2 separate regions of the Mus musculus genome follow, and region 1 is linked to region 2. A link is a contact called in public HiChIP or PLAC-seq data. All regions are on one chromosome and are shown on one strand. The core of a region is the stretch at or near the end of the contact, and the rest is flanking DNA. Distances in the headings are between cores, read along the strand shown.

The links. HiChIP or PLAC-seq counts read pairs in DNA pulled down with a chosen protein or histone mark.
Region 1: a contact with region 2 is called in an H3K27ac HiChIP or PLAC-seq map of VIP interneurons, with 4 times the contacts expected there. The contact joins two enhancer-like sites. A contact is called at or near these places in 4 of 484 Hi-C or Micro-C datasets (embryonic fibroblasts and nephron progenitors) and 4 of 115 datasets of contacts at active chromatin or transcription factors (T-cell acute lymphoblastic leukemia, VIP interneurons, bone marrow-derived macrophages and 1 more).

The regions. Positions count from the first base shown.
Region 1 is chr8:127,489,747-127,494,555 of GRCm38.p6, forward strand. All of the region lies in intron 22 of Pard3 (par-3 family cell polarity regulator), which reads left to right. Gm51558 (a long non-coding RNA gene) reads left to right here. Exons shown (of 2, transcript XR_003947492.1): 1 at 1-4,809. Among named protein-coding and RNA genes, the nearest start is that of Gm51558, 18 kb to the left of the region's middle. Within about 2 kb of position 2,260, at least 4 of the 459 cell types and tissues checked have an H3K27ac peak or open chromatin away from gene starts, as enhancers often do. A contact at or near this core is called in VIP interneurons, where this site is marked.
Region 2 is chr8:127,191,498-127,196,862 of GRCm38.p6, forward strand. The region is part of intron 2 of Pard3 (par-3 family cell polarity regulator); the gene reads left to right. Among named protein-coding and RNA genes, the nearest start is that of Pard3, 130 kb to the left of the region's middle. Within about 2 kb of position 3,929, at least 15 of the 459 cell types and tissues checked have an H3K27ac peak or open chromatin away from gene starts, as enhancers often do. A contact at or near this core is called in VIP interneurons, where this site is marked.

The sequences.
Region 1 (4,809 bases), core at 1,010-3,509, 300 kb after region 2:
CCTTCTGGGCTTTGATTCATTGTGACTGCAGATAGCATGTGCTCTCCCTTTCCTCATTCTGTACCATATACTTTCATCTCCAAGACACTGTCAAGATGTTTCCAACATTCGCCACTAATTGAGCATACTTTAAAAAAAAATGTACTAAAGTTAAGAATTCTAGGCGCGCGCTCTCTCTCTCTCTGTCTCTTTATCGTGTGTGTATGTGTGTGAATACATGCATGCACACACACACACACACACACACACACACACACGTGCTTCGGGAATTTCTTCTCATCATTTGAATGGCTAATAATGTTTACATTTTTCATTTCATATGTCTTGAGAGTCAAGGCCAAGTCCTTTGTCATAAGTGTCAGGAGGGACTCGTGTTTGAACCTCACCATCATTGGAAAAGAACAAAGCATCTCGTGTGTGACACTTTGGGTGACACCTCACCCAGCACACGTGCCTGGCCTCATGAGCAGCTAGCTTGCCCATGTCCACTCCGGTTGGAGCAGCTGTGCTGGCACCTTCCGAGAACTGTGGTGACACAGGGAAGCTGAGAGATGGGTCTCAGAGTACAGATGTCTGTATAGAGCTGAACTTTCTTCTAGAGTCAGGTGATCCTGTGAACAGTGCACTCAGAAACAGGGACAGGACATCTAGGCTAGGGGGAATCTAGCAGAGATTGCTTAAAGCCCCAGATTTCAAGTACTTTTCATAAAGCTCGTGGATAGTAATGTCTCATGTTTGCTGAGAGCTACTAACCTAAAATGTAGAATCACAGTGTAGACTGAGGCTCTGTCTAACACTGACAGTAAGAACAAGAAAATAAATAGGCAAGAAAATAAATACATGGACACTTTCCATTTCCTCCAGACTGACTGTGAAATACACCGTGTTTTTACAGCTATGCTGACCAGTTTGTGTGAAGATTATTAATGGCCTACTGTACCAGACAATGCTGCTAAGTAAGAATTGCAAACTGTCCAGAAATAAAGATTTGTATCTTTCAATTTTTGATAAATGCATTCAAAAGCAAATATATTTACTAATCTGTTACCCTTTTTTAAAAAAAATTTATTTAATTCACAGATAATTGAATATTGGTCTACCTATATTAAGAATTATGTTCCAGCCAGGCAGTAGTGACACACGCCTTTAATCCCAACACTTGGAGGCAGAGGCAAGCGGATTTCTGAGTTCGAGGCCAGCCTGGTCTACTTAGTGAGTTCCAGGACAGCCAGGGCTACACAGAGAAACACTGTCTTGAAAAACCAAAATTAAAAAAAAAAATTCTATTCTAAAAGTGTGTCTTAAAAATTTACCTTTAAGTCTAGCACTCAGGAGGCAGAAGCGGATAGATCTCCATGAGTTCAAGGCCAGCCAGGTCTACATAGTGTCTAAAATAAAAAAGGAACCTGGCTGAGATGAGATCGCTGGTGAATTTGCTTGCCTTGCAAATAAGGATTTAAGTTTCACCTCTAGCACCCACACAGAAGCCAGGTGTGTTGTGTATGCCTTTGTAATCCCATCACGGGGGAGATGAAGACAGAGGATCCCCGTGACTCCCTGACTGGCCAGCCTAGTCTCCACCAGCGCCAGACCAGTGAGAGGCCCAATCTAAAAAAAAAAAAAAAAAAGGTAAAGAGTGTCTCAGGTTGACCTCTGGCCTCCCCAGGAATGCCCACAAGAACATGTGCACCTGCATACACATATGCATACAACACAAAGTCAAGGAGGACCAGCACACATACACTTGCTGCTTAGACTGAGGACCACCAGCAGACAAATATACACTCGCTGCTTAGACTGAGGAAGATGGTTCTCTTACTGGCTGTACTCTCTGTAAAACAGAAAATTCTTTGTTCTTATTGTATTAGAGTCATATGACTTGCTTTGTATGACTAGGTATGTTGTAATCATTTTATTCTTCTGATACTGTTTGGGATTCCTGGAAGAAGCTGTAAGGCAGTTTACAAAGTGCCCTTTATTGGGCCTGGCCTTTACCCCTAGGACCCCCTCTGCCGGCCTTTCCCACTTTATTGGGCCTGGCCTTTACCCCTAGGACCCCCTCTGCCTGCCTTTCCCACTTCCAGAACAGCAAGGCGTGAGCTCTACCAAAAGTGGCTTTAGATTCGGATCCAGCTCTGCCCCCCCCCCTTTCTTTTGGTTGTTTGGCAAGTTCTTGACCTCTGTGGGCCCTGTTATAATCATCTCTCTTTCTCCTCTCCCGTCCCATTGTTGGAGCATATGTCAGCTGTGTCCTGCTTTTTATATTTAGAAAATCTGGTCTTTCTAAGCATGCATTGTGACCACACGGGAAGCTAGCAGACTGAAAGAAGTACAGACCGTCATTCTGATGGTAGCAGTCTTCCAGTCTTCTGGGAGAACAACAGACGGACTTAAATAACACAACCGGTTTTATTGACCATGCTGTTTATTTTAATAGCTGGGCCAGAATGGTTTGATTGACTTTTTAAAAATCTGGTATGTGTTTTGCCATATGGACAAAGCCGTATCTGAAGTGCCAAGCTAATAAGCCTTCTCTTCCCTGCCAGTGAGCCATGGAAGTTGTTAGCAAAATGTTTTATCTTGAATGGATCCATTTTCCAAGAACTTGGTAATAGAAGCACCCATCTTAAGGGATAAAGTGCAGATTGTCTTCCATCAGTCATGGAGAATTTGTTGCATGGGCGAACCATACACAAGCCCCATGTGCAGTAGTTGGAGTTTGCCTACTGTTTCCCCATATTTGCTCATGCCTGAACTTGCAATGTTCTCTTACTTATTCCCAGGTTAATTGTTAAGGACTAAAGCAGGCTCATGAGGATTTCTGCAGGGCTATCTGCATACGTTGCCTCGGATTGGTTCATCTGCAGTCACATGACCATCCTTGTATTCTAGGTTTATAGCATACCCCCCCTCACTGTGGTCTTATTTTTTTCTCTCTACACTGTAGAGTGGAAGAGACCACAGGATTGGAACTTTCAGTAATGGCCAGGTGTGCCTCATGACTCCTTTCTTCAGGGGAAATAATCCCATGGATGTCTAAGCTTTGGAAAACGGTTGGTTCCTGTGTTTTCTTTTGTTTTCTAGCTTTCTACACTGGCAAGTTAATTCTGGACCACTTCATCCTCTCGTTGCCAGACATGGTAATGCCTTCAAATGTTTTGAGTGGTTCTTCTGCCAAAGACTTCTTTCATCTGTTTACTTCATTCTTATCCACGTTTCCCCCTAGCAAATGGTTCCAAGGCCTAACTTTTACATTTGTCAAATCTGCATCTTTCTTCCTCAACATTCACCCTTCGGTACCCCCTTCTCTTTTGCTGTATTGTGTTTCCCTGGCCATCGTTGCTGTCTCACCCTTTGGAGGTTTATTTGCCTCCTTCATACCCACTGCTCTAAAGTACTGATTCTTTTTGTCTCTTCTTCCTGTCACTTCGACATGGCAGAAATTGCATGTAGTAGTTGATCCATTCATTGCAAGCTGCAGACCTGACTTCCAGTGTAGCTCTCTCCAAACACACCCTAAATTCAGAAGGAAGTTACTTCTTTATTGTGTGACTATGGTGGCTCCTGTGTCCCTTCTCCCTGGATTCTTACCAGCCTCCCTCATCTCTTTTCTCTTCTTCCTCCTCCTTCCTTCACCCCCTGCCTAGTGATGACGTTTCACAGAATATGTCTCTGATATTTCTCCCTGAGTTTTGCCGCCGTTACCTTTTCCTTATCTGGTGTAATATAGTATGTTAGTGCCACTATTGGCCACCTATGAGCCTGCTCAAACAGGCCAATCAGCACTACCTTCCGGAGTCTAGCTAGGTGGATATTCAACAGAAAGGTTGCAGAAGCAAATCCATTTTGTCTTGCTTGGTATTCTTACCTCATGGTCTTAGGTCTCATCCAGTTTCCTTATTCCTTGCTGTTTCCTACCTCAGGCTGTGTTGAGAGTTTGCCTGCCCCTTGCTGATGCACAGTGCTCTGCTGTAGGCCTGTCTTCCCTCTTACTTAAATTTCATCCTTCAGTGCTTGTGTCTGCACACTGAGGATCCACTTTACCATCTATAAATCCAGAGCAGTTGGTCTTTCTTCTGAATGTCCTTAGTATGTGCACTGAATGATTTAATAGTCCTTATACCCTCGCTTATAATGACTTAAATTTTCCCTGATTTTTCTTCAGTAGTGTTGGGGAATCCTCAGACTTTTCCTAAGGTCTGGTTTTACTTCTAGAATGCAGTCTTGGGCCTAAAGAACAGTGTAAATGATAAGTTTCCTTCAAGGAAAGGATAGCTCATCAGAAGGAGATGAGGATACAGGCTCCCTCGGAGCCTTTTGAGTAGTTTGAATAGTTCAAAGGTGGGTATATAAAGATGAACAGGAAAAATAACTCTTTAATGGCAGGTTGCTTTGTAAAGATCCTTTTTTAATGAAATGTGACCTCAGTCAATAGAGATGATTTCCTTCCAAGACTGTGATGTATGGCATGAATCAGAATAGATCCTTTGATGAACCATTGCTAGACTATGATGTTTTCTGTGACTTTTCCTAAAAAAGTAGCCAAATATGGAAGCAATTGGGGCTAAGGATGTAGCTCAGTTGGTTGAATGCTTACTTAGCATGCAGGTAGCCTGGGCTTCAGTCACTAGGACCACATAAACCAACATGACAGCACACATATGTAATCCTAGCAGGTAGGACATGGAGGTAGGAGAAGCAACAGTTCTATGCCATCCTGATCTATCAGACCTTGTATCAAACAAACAAGCAAAAAAATACATTCTAATGATGGGCATTGCAGTGGTTTAAATATGCTTGGCCCAGGAA
Region 2 (5,365 bases), core at 2,679-5,178:
TGCTCTGCTTTGAGTTACCACTAGAGGGCAGCGCAACAACACATCATTCTGTGAGAGCCTCCTTGTTTCTCAGTTGGCAGGTGTGAGGGACACTTTTGAGAACAAAGCACATTATTACTGAACACCTAAAACCCAGTGGCAAAGCAGCACAGTGAATTCAAACACACGATATGGAAAATTCCCAGCATTCCCGTGGCAGGGCTCTGGGGTAAGGCTTCACACACAGGGCCACTTGCAATCAAGAATGACACTTGTGGGTGGAACGAGCCTTAATGCTAGTGGGTACTGTCATTGTACAACTTCAAAATGCGTGTCAGGCCTTTGATAGTGATGGTTTTTTTTTTTTTTTTTTACTTCGTTTTAAAATCCACCCTTTGACTTGTTTCAAGATGTCAAGATAGGAAGAGTTAGCCAAGAAAAAGCCTGTGCATAGCTGGCTTCATCTTTGCCTTAGAAAAGAATGAGAAAGGAATTCAAATAAAAGATATGTCGATTAATTTATGGGTCTCGTGAGAAGCCGTGCTCACGGAGCCCTGTCCAGCAGGGTTGTTTTACTTACCGTTCTCTGGAGACAAAGCAGTCACAAAATGAGGCCACTTACTATGTAAGCCATTGTAGCTCTCTGCAAAGCACATGGGCACACTTTTAAGGTTATTTTGTATCAGTGGTGTGGAGCTTGCTTTGCCCACACCCTTGGTTTTCAGTACCATTATTCCCTCCTTACTTCCTCTATTGCTACATTTAGGGTTTTGAATGCTTAGCTTAGTAAGCAGTTGTCTCTATGTTGGTTTCTATGTTGGATGACAATAGAATTACTTTGTTCTTCCTGATTTTCACATATGACCGACTTTCCTCTGACTGCTGTGGACTCCTGTCTTGCACCTGTGTCCTGGGTTCTCCGCCACAGCACTGGGATCGCACCTGGTCCTGCTTCTACTTGTAGATCCTCCAGCACGCAGGCGAATTAACACAGACAAAGCCCATTATGAGGCAAACCATTTATTCTACTAATTGGTTGGCAATATTCATTTTAATGGGACCTGGCATGTTAACTTCAGCTGTGCTGACTGACTGACTGAGAGGCAGTGCGGGCCCGTTTGACCTTCAGTTGTCAGGCTCCTCCATGTCCAGTGGCTGCCCCGGTTAACTTATACTTATGGACTCTCACCACTGGCCCTCACAGACTGGGTGATGATATTTGGAAGACAGCCGCCAGCGCTGACTGAGAACTAGAACACTGTTGTGGTGGAGCTCAGCTGGGAGTTAGCGTGAGGCTGGGAGGTGGTGTTTGTGAGAGGCTTGCACAGGGTGGAAAGGAGAAGATGAAGTAGAGGTGTGTGTGGGAGAGGAGTAAGAGAATCCTTTTGTTCACTATAGGCTTACTCTTTACTAGAGCTCATCCTAACAGATTAAAAAGGCTCTTGATTCTCGTGAAGGCGGGTTGCGGCTTCTTTTAGTCTGTGAGGCTCTGAGTGTCTGTGGGGATGCAGACAAGTCTCCAGGTGATGAGTTGTTTCTGTCTACAGCCATGCCCTGTTCAGGAAAGAACACATTTGCCTCGAACGATCCTGTGCTTATCACTAAACAGTCATTTGTGGACCTTGTGACTACCCTCAGGAGTTTCCACTCCTGTGGGACCCGCACAGTCTTAATTTATTATTACAGGAGTTCATGGTGGTGGAGAGAAACTAGAAAAAAATATGTAAAGTGTTAAGTAAGTAGAGTGCCCTGAGCCACACCCATGAAGGGAAGAGACCATGTTTTGTTTGTTTGTTTTGTTTTTTTAACTTTGCTTTGTTTTGTTTTGTTTTGTTTTTTGTTTTGCATTTGTTTGGCGTTTGCTTCTCCATCCATCTACAATCTTCTGCACCCACATGAGCATTTTAAGCACACTGACCTGCAGATAGCTTCTTGCTAGATAGTGCTATTCTCTGCTATGTCTCAGATGTGTTTCTGTATCAGTGAATAGAGACCAATTCTTCTCAACAGTCTTAGTAATTAGTGAATAAGTACAGACCTCATTACTTGGTAATTCGTGGGTCATTTCTTACAACCCCCACTCTCCCGTTTCCGTTGTTGCTTTCAGGTTGTTTCCAGGGCTTATGTCATCCCATGATTTGGAGCCACCGTTGTCCCTTACCAGTTCTTTGTTGATAAAAAGAGGCCCAGGCTTTGGCTACTAATTGAGACCTGAGACAGGGAGGGACTGCTTGCTATTCGAGATTTTTAAATCTTGAACTTTAAGTTCGATACCTCATCTTCTTTGTTACTTAGGCTGTGTGTATGTATATGTGTATATGTGTGTATGTGCATATTTGTGTGTACACATGTGTGTATGTATGTATGTGTGTTATATGTGTGTATGTGTGTATATGTGTGTTTGATGTATATGTGTGTGTACATGTGTGTGTCTATGTGTGTGTCTATGTGTGTATGCGTGTGTTCATGTGTGTGTGTATTTGTTTAAGTGTTGTTTGGCTGTTTTGAGCTGGTGACATGACAAAATTTGATACATTCATTGTATAGTTCCTTCCCCTTTTCTTCCTTGGCTTCTGGAACCCTGTTTGTGACACTGACTCAATGTAAAGAAAACCAGTGCATTGTAAAATCCCAGAGAGTGGGCTGGGGGTTGGACCCAGTTGGTGGCCCCAGGTTCCATCCCCAGCACCATGTAACTGAGCAGGGTAGCATATACCTGCAACCTCAACACTCAGCAGGTACAGAAAGGAGGATCAGAAGTTCAGCTCAGGTCTTCCTCTCTATTCATAGGGATTTATAGGCCAGCCTGGTCTACGTGAGCTACTGTCTCAAAAAAGAAGGAGGAGCAAAATCATAAAGAAAATTATAACCATTTTTCATTTAAGTTAGTGGGGGGAGTTGGTAGTCCTTTAATTAAATTATAGCTGCTAGTTTTATTTTGCAGAACTGTAAGCAAGGGACAATTTCTACGGCTGGTGTAACCAACTTTTTATTTATTTTTAATGTTTGTGTTTTATGTGTATGAGTGTTTATCTGCATGTATGCATGTGTACTTGTGTGCTTGCCTGATGTTCTTGGAGGCCAGAGGAGGGTATCAGGTCCCCTGGAACTCGGGTTAGGGTGATTGTGAGCAGCCATGCAAGCCCAAGTCCTCTGCAAGATCAGGAAGTGCTCTTAACTGCTAAGCCATCTTTTGATGGGTATTTTCAAAAATCCACTTTTCAAGTTATTATTATTGTTTTTTAAACGGACCATGTCTAATTTGTCTTCAAAGGCAGCAGAAGTTCTGGGTCTTGTCTGCTTGTGAAAGACAGAAAAGGCAAAGCTGGGAATGTTGCCTCCGATTCAGTGTCACGTTGTTCCTGAGTTCTCCTCCACCTCTGTTTGTTCTGTGGTGTGTGCTTTGCTGAAGGGATGTGCTGCCCATTTAGCCTAGGGATTGGGATGCAGGGACGAGTCTTTGGAGGGTGTGTTGCCAGGAGACAGACCAGTGAGCATCAGCCGAGAGCCTAGCTGATGAGTTTCTTTTCTTGACTGACAGCATCGTGAATTTTTAAGTCTCCCGTGCTGATGCTTAAATGTAATTGCCTGATTGTTTCATACCAAATCCCAGCTCCCGCTCTGCGAATTCAGAGCAAGAGCACTCATTGTCTGTGTTCTCGCAGTTGGTATGCTGTGCCGGGTCTGAGGCAGGCGGTGGAACAGAGAGTGGGGCCTGTCCCTTCACTGTCCATAGCTACGTGGCAGCAGCCATTGTTCTGTCCAGGGGCAAGGTGGGCTTGAGCTTGGTGTTGCTGGATGCCCACTGAGTTATCTTGCTTCCTACCCTGATCATCTGTCACTTAATGTTCTTGCCCTGCGTGATGGTGTTTTTGTGCGCAGTGTAGAGGGAGAGTAGAGTGCTGGGTCACCGTCCAAGGACATCAGAGTGTGGTGAATTCAGAGAGCTGATCACAGCATTTGCCATAGCAGTGGTGAGTTGTGCATCTGTGACCGGAAGTCTAAACTCTCCACTCTTGCAACTGCACCGTGTTCCTGCTTTGCACTGGACAGCCTTAAAAGAGATGAGTTCAGCCCGGGGTGTCCAGAGTGGACATAGCTGTTAGGCTCAGCCATTTGAGGTTGGGAACCGGCATGTGAATGCCTGCCAGGCCACCAGCAGGGTGTTTTCAGGGCATCTTGATGGTGGCTTATAGTTCCATGTCTTTGGGACATGGTGCAGTAGTAGAGGGAGAAGGAACCTGGTCTTAGGATGAGCAGGGCAGTTCCATACAGAGGAAGCTCAGGTCTTCAGAGTACTGCATGTTTTTAATCTCTCAACTCTTGGGGTCACATTGCGTATCTGGAATCCCAGGTCTCCTTTTCATCTCAAGTTCAACTGAACACAGTAAGGGACAGGCCAATGCATTCTGGGGTTTTTTTGTTTGGTTTTGTGTTTATTTATTTATTTTGGTTTTGTTTTTACTGCTGCTGCTGAGACGGGATTTCGAATAGACCAGACTGGCCTTGAACTTTGCTGCGTAGCTGAGGGTGATCTGGAGCATCTCTTCTGAGCGCAGTGCTGGGTCTTCAGATACGCCCTACCACATCCAGTTTATGCGATATTCGTGATGGGCCCTAGGACCTTTGCGTGCAAGCTGAGCATTCTGCCATTGGCACTTAGTCCCCAGCTCCTCCTGGATGCTATTGTATTACACACTGAGTATTCAACTAAACATGTGCAGATGCTGAGACACTCTATGTTGAAACATACTCTGCCCATATGGCTTTGTGAGTGAATATATGTGCTGCTGACCTCAAGACAATAGCATATCACCCCCTCCCCCCCCCAATAATGATAAACTCTCTTATTACAAGCCGAGGGTCTTGGTGGCGCATTTGGTGTGTGTGTGTGTGTGTGTATTCCTGGGGATTGAACCCAAGATCATGTGCTCAATAGGTAAGTGTTCTAACAACAAGCCACCCTACACCCTCTCCTCTGGTTTCAAACAGGTCATAAAAAGAGAATTTAGAATTTAGACAACTAGTTGAATGTTTTATCTCTAGCAGTTCAACTGGTGAGCGCTCTCTCTCTCTCTCTCTCTCTCTCTCTCTCTCTACTGCTCCCCTGCAGTGCACTCAAACATTAGTTTCATCTGGTCCATGTGCACTCCCCTGTAGCTGATGTCATCTCTGCGGCACATAGATCTTTCTAGGACTTTGTGTTCACTGAGCAGCAGAGGCATGTGCAGTTCTGTGCCTAGTGACCTTTGCCTGTGTGTGCCTTATGTGCATAGCTTTGTAAGTTAGGGGGAAATCCCCCATGGTGATTTTGGATTGCCACTTCTACCTATGTGCACGAAAGACTTACTCTCTGTTTTTTCTGGCCGGGGCTGTAAAGAGATCG